Linked DNA regions of Mus musculus: region 2 is linked to region 1. Evidence: chromatin contacts called from public Micro-C data. All regions are on one chromosome and are shown on one strand. Each heading gives the region's core, a stretch centred on a gene start, on an enhancer-like site or on the middle of the called end of the contact. The rest is flanking DNA. Distances are from core to core; before and after follow the strand shown. Region 1 holds the start of Slc12a7 (solute carrier family 12, member 7). Region 2 holds the start of Eprn (ephemeron, early developmental lncRNA).

The links. A called contact is a pair of places that touch in the nucleus more often than the background predicts.
Region 2: a Micro-C map of embryonic stem cells shows a contact between it and region 1, with 2.7 times the contacts expected there. The contact joins the promoter of Eprn here to the promoter of Slc12a7 in region 1. A contact is called at or near these places in 1 of 39 promoter capture datasets (pre-B cells), 1 of 484 Hi-C or Micro-C datasets (embryonic stem cells) and 3 of 115 datasets of contacts at active chromatin or transcription factors (all in embryonic stem cells).

The regions. Positions count from the first base shown.
Region 1 is chr13:73,761,822-73,765,322 of GRCm38.p6, reverse strand. Slc12a7 (solute carrier family 12, member 7) reads right to left here and starts at 1,626. Exons shown (of 24, transcript NM_011390.2): 1 at 1,433-1,626. The coding sequence starts at 1,556.
Region 2 is chr13:73,345,464-73,348,964 of GRCm38.p6, reverse strand. Eprn (ephemeron, early developmental lncRNA) reads left to right here and starts at 1,581. Exons shown (of 3, transcript NR_045293.1): 1 at 1,581-1,746; 2 at 1,904-2,469.

The DNA of each region.
Region 1 (3,501 bases), core at 377-2,876:
GCAGAATTGTAGAATTGTCTGTCTCAGGCCACTGGGCACCAGGAAGGGCTTTGGGGGCTCTACTCTGGGGGTCTCTGTGATGCTGCTGACCCTCTTCACACTTCCCTGGCTGATGGACACTGAGTTTGGACTTCTAGATTCTGCCTCCACCTTACAACTGATTTTATGTGTTTAGCCAGGCAGCAGCCCTGAGACATAGAATGCTTTGTCTGTGCAGAGAAAGCTGGACAGTCCAGCATCTCATGGAGAGGGTCACAGAGTGAGACAGGCAGGCTGCGGACCTGGGCTAGGCCACTTCCGGGCCAGCACTCCTAGTCTATGAATGCAGGCTCCTAAAAGTATGGACTAGAGGAAGCGCAGTTTCTACTGCCTGTATTCTGAGCAGCAAAAGCTCTGATGCCATATATAAAAGATCCGTCCATCTCTTGAGGATTGCACCCTCTTTTCCTTCCAGACCCAGAACCTGGAGCCCAAACCTCCAATGTAAAACTTGGGGTAGGTGCAAGGCCAGCTGCAGCTGTAGGTCTGTGCTGGGTCCTCTCACCTATTAGGGCCTATTAGGATCTAGGTCTAGAAGAGAGTTGGAACAGGGAGGAAGCAGTCAGTTCAAGGTGACTTGCCATCAGCAGAGAGGGTGCTGAGAAGTAGGATGGAGAGAGATTCCCAGGCCCATCACCACCCCGTGGAAAGTGAAAGTGCCAGAGAGCTCCGGATCCAAGGAACAAAGAGCAGCAAAGAGAAGCCCGCGCTCAGAGTGCGCAGCCCCCTCCCCAGGCTTACACGGGCCTCTGTCCTTCCTCTAAGATCCCAAGGGAAGTTTGGCTGGTCCAAGGTCAGTGGAGGCAGATCTGGGATCCCAGTCGGATTTATCGGTTGACCACACTGGGCCATCCTGGAGCAAAAGAAAGCTTGCCCAGAGGAAGCTGTCCGTCAGTGAGATCACCCATCCAGGGGTCTGTACCTCCAGCTCTCCCAGGTACCACCTAGACACCTGGGCCTTCCCGTTCCATAGGTACCTCCAGTAGCTCTGCAACTCCTCCCTAGTCCCGTCAGAGTTGCCAAACCAAGTAGTTTCCGGTGCTCCAGCCTCGATGCTCCAGTCAGGCCATGCAGAGAGGTGGGAACCGCGCCCCCAGGGCTGACTGAGTCAGGCCAACAGGGAGATATGCAGCGGGCGCCTCAAGCAAGGAGCAGAGCACTGAATTCAAGAAACTGAACGAACAGGGCCAACAAACCACCAGCCCAAGAATCCTCTCCCGGTCTCGGGTCACTCCTCCGAGCCAGGCAGATACCAGTTGGCCCTTCTGACCCCTTCCCATCGCCCCGCTACGCGCCGCGCGGGCCGCCGCCAACCAACGAGTCAGAGCGGCCCAGCGGCAGCAGAAGGGCCCAGCCTCTGCCTTTGTCCCGTTGCAGGTGCGGCCAAGCTCACCCGGCGTAGGGGAGGTTTGATCCACGCTCTCGGGAGACTCGGGTTCTTCCGTGCGCTCAGCAGCTTCGTCCCCGGCGCCGTCGGCGCGCGCCTCCACCGGCACCACCGTAAAGTTCGTGGGCATGGCTCCGTTAGACTCTGCTGTCCCTCGCAGCCACACGCTGCTCCAGAGCAGCCGCCGGACTCCGGCGTAGGGGCGGGGTCCGCCCGGCCCGCCCTTGCCCGCCACGTGACCTCACCTGCCCGCCCCCACGGCTCGGGAAAAGTTTGCCCGGGGCGGGGTCGGGAGGCTTCCGGAACGACCACGCCCACCAGACGCTCCACCCCTTAAAACTCCGCCCCTGTAGCCACAGTCTCAGGGTTGCCCCGCCAGAGCCCTGTACCCTCAAGGACTCGGTACGCACAAACCCAACCCCTAGAGGCCACCGCTGAATGAACTGCCCACAGATGCAGACCTCCCTCAGCATAAGAGACACCAGTTCCTCCCCGCAGGACCGCGTCCTCCTCCCATTCCTACTCACAACACAGGCTCAGAGCCCTCCCGCCCTCCAAGAGCCTGTCATTCACCACTTCCACAGCTTCAGTTCTTCCATTCTCATTCCAAACTCCCGTGGGGCTCTTCTCCCACCACCCCACAGGTCATGGCTCCTTTCTCTCAGTTTGCAGCTCCTCATCTCCACCAACGCTGGTGATCTGGGCCCAGGCCCTGACCAGGTCAGGCTGCTAACCTAGGCCAGGGAGTAATGGCCAATCAGGGGACGCTGTGCACCCTGGGGTTAAGTAATCCCACCCAAGAAGGTCACTGGGCTCTGGGACAGGCCTAGCCAGCCAAGCCCGAGACTCTTTGTACCTGCTGGCAGGAGTGTTCCACGATCCAACCTGGGGAACCCTTGCAGCCCAAACTTGGAGGGTGGCAGTTCCTCCCTTTGGCTCCAAGGGCAGGTAAATTCCGAAGGTAGTAGTGACAGGAAGATCCGAGCAAAGAGTTCCAGAACACCACATGGTGGAAGTCACAGATCTTCCGGAATTTCAGGACCTTGTGCATTTTCAATGAAAGACTGGTGAAAAACTGGAAACAAATATTCTTCAAGAGAGAATGGAACTAAAATGTTAGGGTATCATACCCAACACATCCTACAAAAAGCCATAGCCCCCAGGTGCAACAAGTCACCCAAAACTGTTTTAGATGGTCAAAGAGAAACACAGGTGATATGCCTAGAGCTGCTCACAACCTGTGGAACAGGGCCAGCCAGGTGGCCTGGCCCAGTTCAATCAGGGACACGGACTGGAAGGCAGCTGCCGGACCAGTGACACCGCTGGGATAGGCTGAGATACGGGAGTTAAAGGGATTTGCATATCCTACCGATGAGAATAAAACATTTTGAAACTAACTCAGAAAAGCCATTTCTGGGAAAGCCCAACTGTACCCAGTATGGCCGGCTTTCTGCCCTCTGCCAGGAAGGAGCTTGGGGGAAACATGGGCCACTCAGGAATGGCCTCTTATACAGTTTCCAGCTCCTATGGGGGATAGGGCACAACTTGCTCAGATCATACTGTCACCCCACCTCCCTCCAGGAGCTATCCATAGCAAATAGGGAAGGGCTATCACCTGTTTCCCCTGCTCAGCTGGACCTTAGGTGGAAATAGTGACCACCTTCTCCTCCTCAGAACACCCTCCAGACTGGCAAACACTTGAAACTTAGGCTCAGTAGGAGAGGGTTCCTACCATTTCAGAGACCCTGGTATCATACCCAACACATCTTACAAAAAGCCATAGCCCCCAGTCACTTTCCCTGCCCTCCCCCTCTATTGTTTTTAAAGACAGGGTCTCATAGCCCAGGTTGGCCTCAAATTTTGATATAGAGCCAAAGATGACTGAATTCTTGATCCTCCTGCCTCTACCTCCCAAGTACTGGGATTACATACATGTACAGACATGCCCAGCTATAGTCCTTTTTACAAATGTGCCTGTCTCTCAGCCCCATTTCTTCTGGCTGACTGCACACCAGCAAGGTCTATTACTGTGGCATGATATCCACAGGCTGGGAACTCAGACAACACTGAACGCT
Region 2 (3,501 bases), core at 332-2,831, 420 kb after region 1:
CCTTAAGAACAACAACCCTCGAACTGTGAGGCTGTCACAGACAAGAGAGACTATTTACTTAAATGGTCAATTTTTGTTTAAAATGGCCACTCAAATTAAAAGTAAAATTGGGGATCTGGAAAGAGGCTCAGCAGTTAAGAACACTGACTGATCTTCCAGAGGACCAGAGATCAAAGGGTTCTAAGTCTAACTAGAGAGCTATTGGTTACTGTCTTAGGATTTCATTGTTGTGAACAGACACCATGACCAAGGCAACTCTTATAAGGGACAACATTTAATTGGGGCTGCCTTACAGTTTCAGGGTTCAGTCCATTATCATCATGCCAGAATACATTGGAGCATCCAGGCAGACATGGTGTTGGAGAAGGAGCTGAGAATTCTGCATCTTGATCTGAAGGCAGCCAGGAAGAAGACTGTCTTCCAGGCATCAAGGAGAGGGGTATCAAATCCCACCCCTACAATGACACACTTCCTCCAACAAGGCCACACCTACTCCAACGAGGCCACACCTCCTAATAGTGCCACTCCCTGGGCCGAGCATGCTCAGATACGTGAGTCTATGGGGGCCAAACCTGTTCAAACCACTACAGTTAGAGTCAAGATTTGGATGCCACTCCTGTACCTTTGGGGCTATCATGCCACTCTGATCATAACTGTGGTACACAGGTGTCATAGCTGGGTAGACTATTGTTTGCTGTCTTCCTTTAGAAGCTGGGATGGAGCCTTTCTGGTACCATGAAGTTTAGTTTTCAGAAAAGAGGCTTTCAGGTCAGTTCCAGCTCAGGTGCTTTTAGTCCTGTGTCTGAAGTGCACGGTGTCTCCAGGAATGGGGACTTACTTTCTACCTCTGGCAGGCAGCCAAGTGAAATAGCAACGGCCTATGAGGTTTTAGGAGGCTCTTAGACAACACTGACCAACAGTTCGAAAGTAGACAGGCTTTTTGGCCTGGCGTTGGAATTTCTCCTCATCATAGACACCTACCATACCTTGCATGCCTGATAGACTACTTACCATAAAAAAAAAAAGATGAAGCTGAATGGTGTCCTCTTAAATGGCCTATGAGGTTTTAGGAGGCTCTTAGACAACACTGACCAACAGTTCGAAAGTAGACAGGCTTTTTGGCCTGGCGTTGGAATCTCTCCTCATCATAGACACCTACCATACCTTGCATGCCTGATAGACTACTTACCATAAAAAAAAAGATGAAGCTGAATGGTGTCCTCTTAAACTCATCTCAAAGCTGTAGCTCCCATGATAGGAACCATTATGTTACATAATATCCATTTCACCTGTGTTGTTGCATAGTATCCATTTTGCCTAATTTTGTCTATCGGGGCTTTTCTAAGCATGTTCCCTTGGTTAAATGAAGCCCAGATAGGCTAAGGGCTGCCAGTTCCTCTGAGGCTGCCACATTTCATATATTAACCTTAATGTTTCATTTCAGTCCCTGTTCTCAGGTCCTAATTTCTCCTTGAGAGGTGTGGTCCAAAAATCTCTTCAGGGAGCAGAAGGGTGATGGTCAGTTAATCTTTTAACTACTTCCATGACGTTAAGAGGAGGGGCTAGTCCCTGCCTAAAGGGATCACAGATTACCTTCAGTGGTTGGGGAGGAGTAGTTGGATTTTCAACAGCAGGGATCGACTGGAATCCCCATGTAATAGGTGTGGTATGTGTACTCTATTTCTTCCCTCATGGTGTCTAGGCACTGCTACACACCAGGCTGGAAGGAAGCAGAGGCCAGAAGAGGTGAGGTCTGTAGGGAAAGAGCTGGGGCAGAGCCGGGGTGGGAATGGGGGCCGAGAGGGGGCTTCTCCAGGGATTTTATTAGATATTTTCTTTATTTACATTTCAAATGTTATCCCCTTTTCTGGTTCTCCCCCCCCCCAACACCCCTCTTGGACAGAATCCTTCTGGTCGCCATCTGAGCCTGGAGCTAAGGCTGTTCCACAGCCCTCTCTACACAGGTTCCGCCAGAGAGAGCTGGTCTCCCAGGAGTGCTGACAGGGCTTGCAGGCCCACAGGAGGGACAAGCTCCAGCCAGAGACAGAAAGACCAACACCAGAAATAACCAGATGGCAAAAGGCAAGCGCAAGAACCTTACCAACAGAAACCAAGGCTACTTGGCATCAGACCCCAGTTCTCCCATCACAGCAAGTCCTGGATACCTCAACACACCGGAAAAGCAAGATATGGATTTAAAAATCACATCTCATTATGCTGATAGAGGATTTTAAGAAGGACATAAATAACTCCCTTAAAGAAGTACAGGAGAACACAAGTAAACAAATAGAAGCTTTAAAGAGGAAACAAAAATCCCTTAAAGAATTTCAGGAAAACACAACTGAACAGATGAAGGAATTAAACAAAACCATCCAGGATCTAAAAATGGAAGTAGAAACAAAAAGAAATCACAAAGGGAGACATCTCCCCGGATTTTAATGGAACAGCTCTCTTAGACAATCTTAGTTTGTGAGTATTCCTTTATTTGGGGTGGGTTTGCATGCATACACCCCTGGATAGTGGGAAGGGGTTCTTCTTAGGGTTAAGTTTCATTGGAGTTTAAAGTACTGTGAATGTCTCCTTTGTGTGGAAAGGCATTCCAGGAATTCCAGATATGTGCAGGGCAAGTTTGGGGTTGGGGCAAGGGTGGGGGAGGGAGGACTATGTGACATTCTTCAGGTAGAAGATTGTGGGTCAGAGGTCGGGTTCCCCAGATCGGGCAGAGAAGAAACCCACCTAAGAAAATGGAGTCCTACATATTGTATCAAGCTCAAAGGAGCTATCTGCACAGGATAGACTATAATTTTGGTAGCAAGAAGCAACAAATAGGGTGTTACATATTCTAGAAGATACAGACTTTACAAGATCGAAACACAGAGTTTAAAGTGAGAATAACAAGGTTCTAACTGTTGATGGTCCCAGAGAGGGCGAAAGTCAGGAGAACCAGGGCCATATTTGTTCCAGGAGATTCCTCTTCAAGGTCTGATCCCTTGGATTGTAAAGCAACAACAAAATCATACCGATGACAGAGCAGATTAAAAGGAAGATAGGATAAGATTTTAACCACTGAATACTGAAAATGTCAGATGAAAAAGTCGTGAGAAAGACAGAATTAAGTAAGGTTATTGTTACCGATTTAGATAAATCTACATCAATAGGCTTATATAAGTAAAGCCTATCTTGAGGGGTGGCTAGAGAGATCGTTCAGTGGTTAGGAGCACTTCCAAAGGACCAGGGCTTAGTTCAGTACCCACGTGGCAGCTCATAACCATCTCGAACTCCAGTTCCAGGGATCTGGCACCCTCTTCTGGCCTCCAAGGGCATTGCCCTCACATGACATACTGCCATATCTGTAGGCAAATGTAAAGATAAATAGAACCTATCTTTGTATTATACCTGGAGTGGTTGTGTTTGTCCTATCTTGTGTGTCAGTAGACCATACACAGGATTTAATAGGAAGGCCTGTACGTGTCCTAAATTATTGTCTCTTTTGAAGTTTAG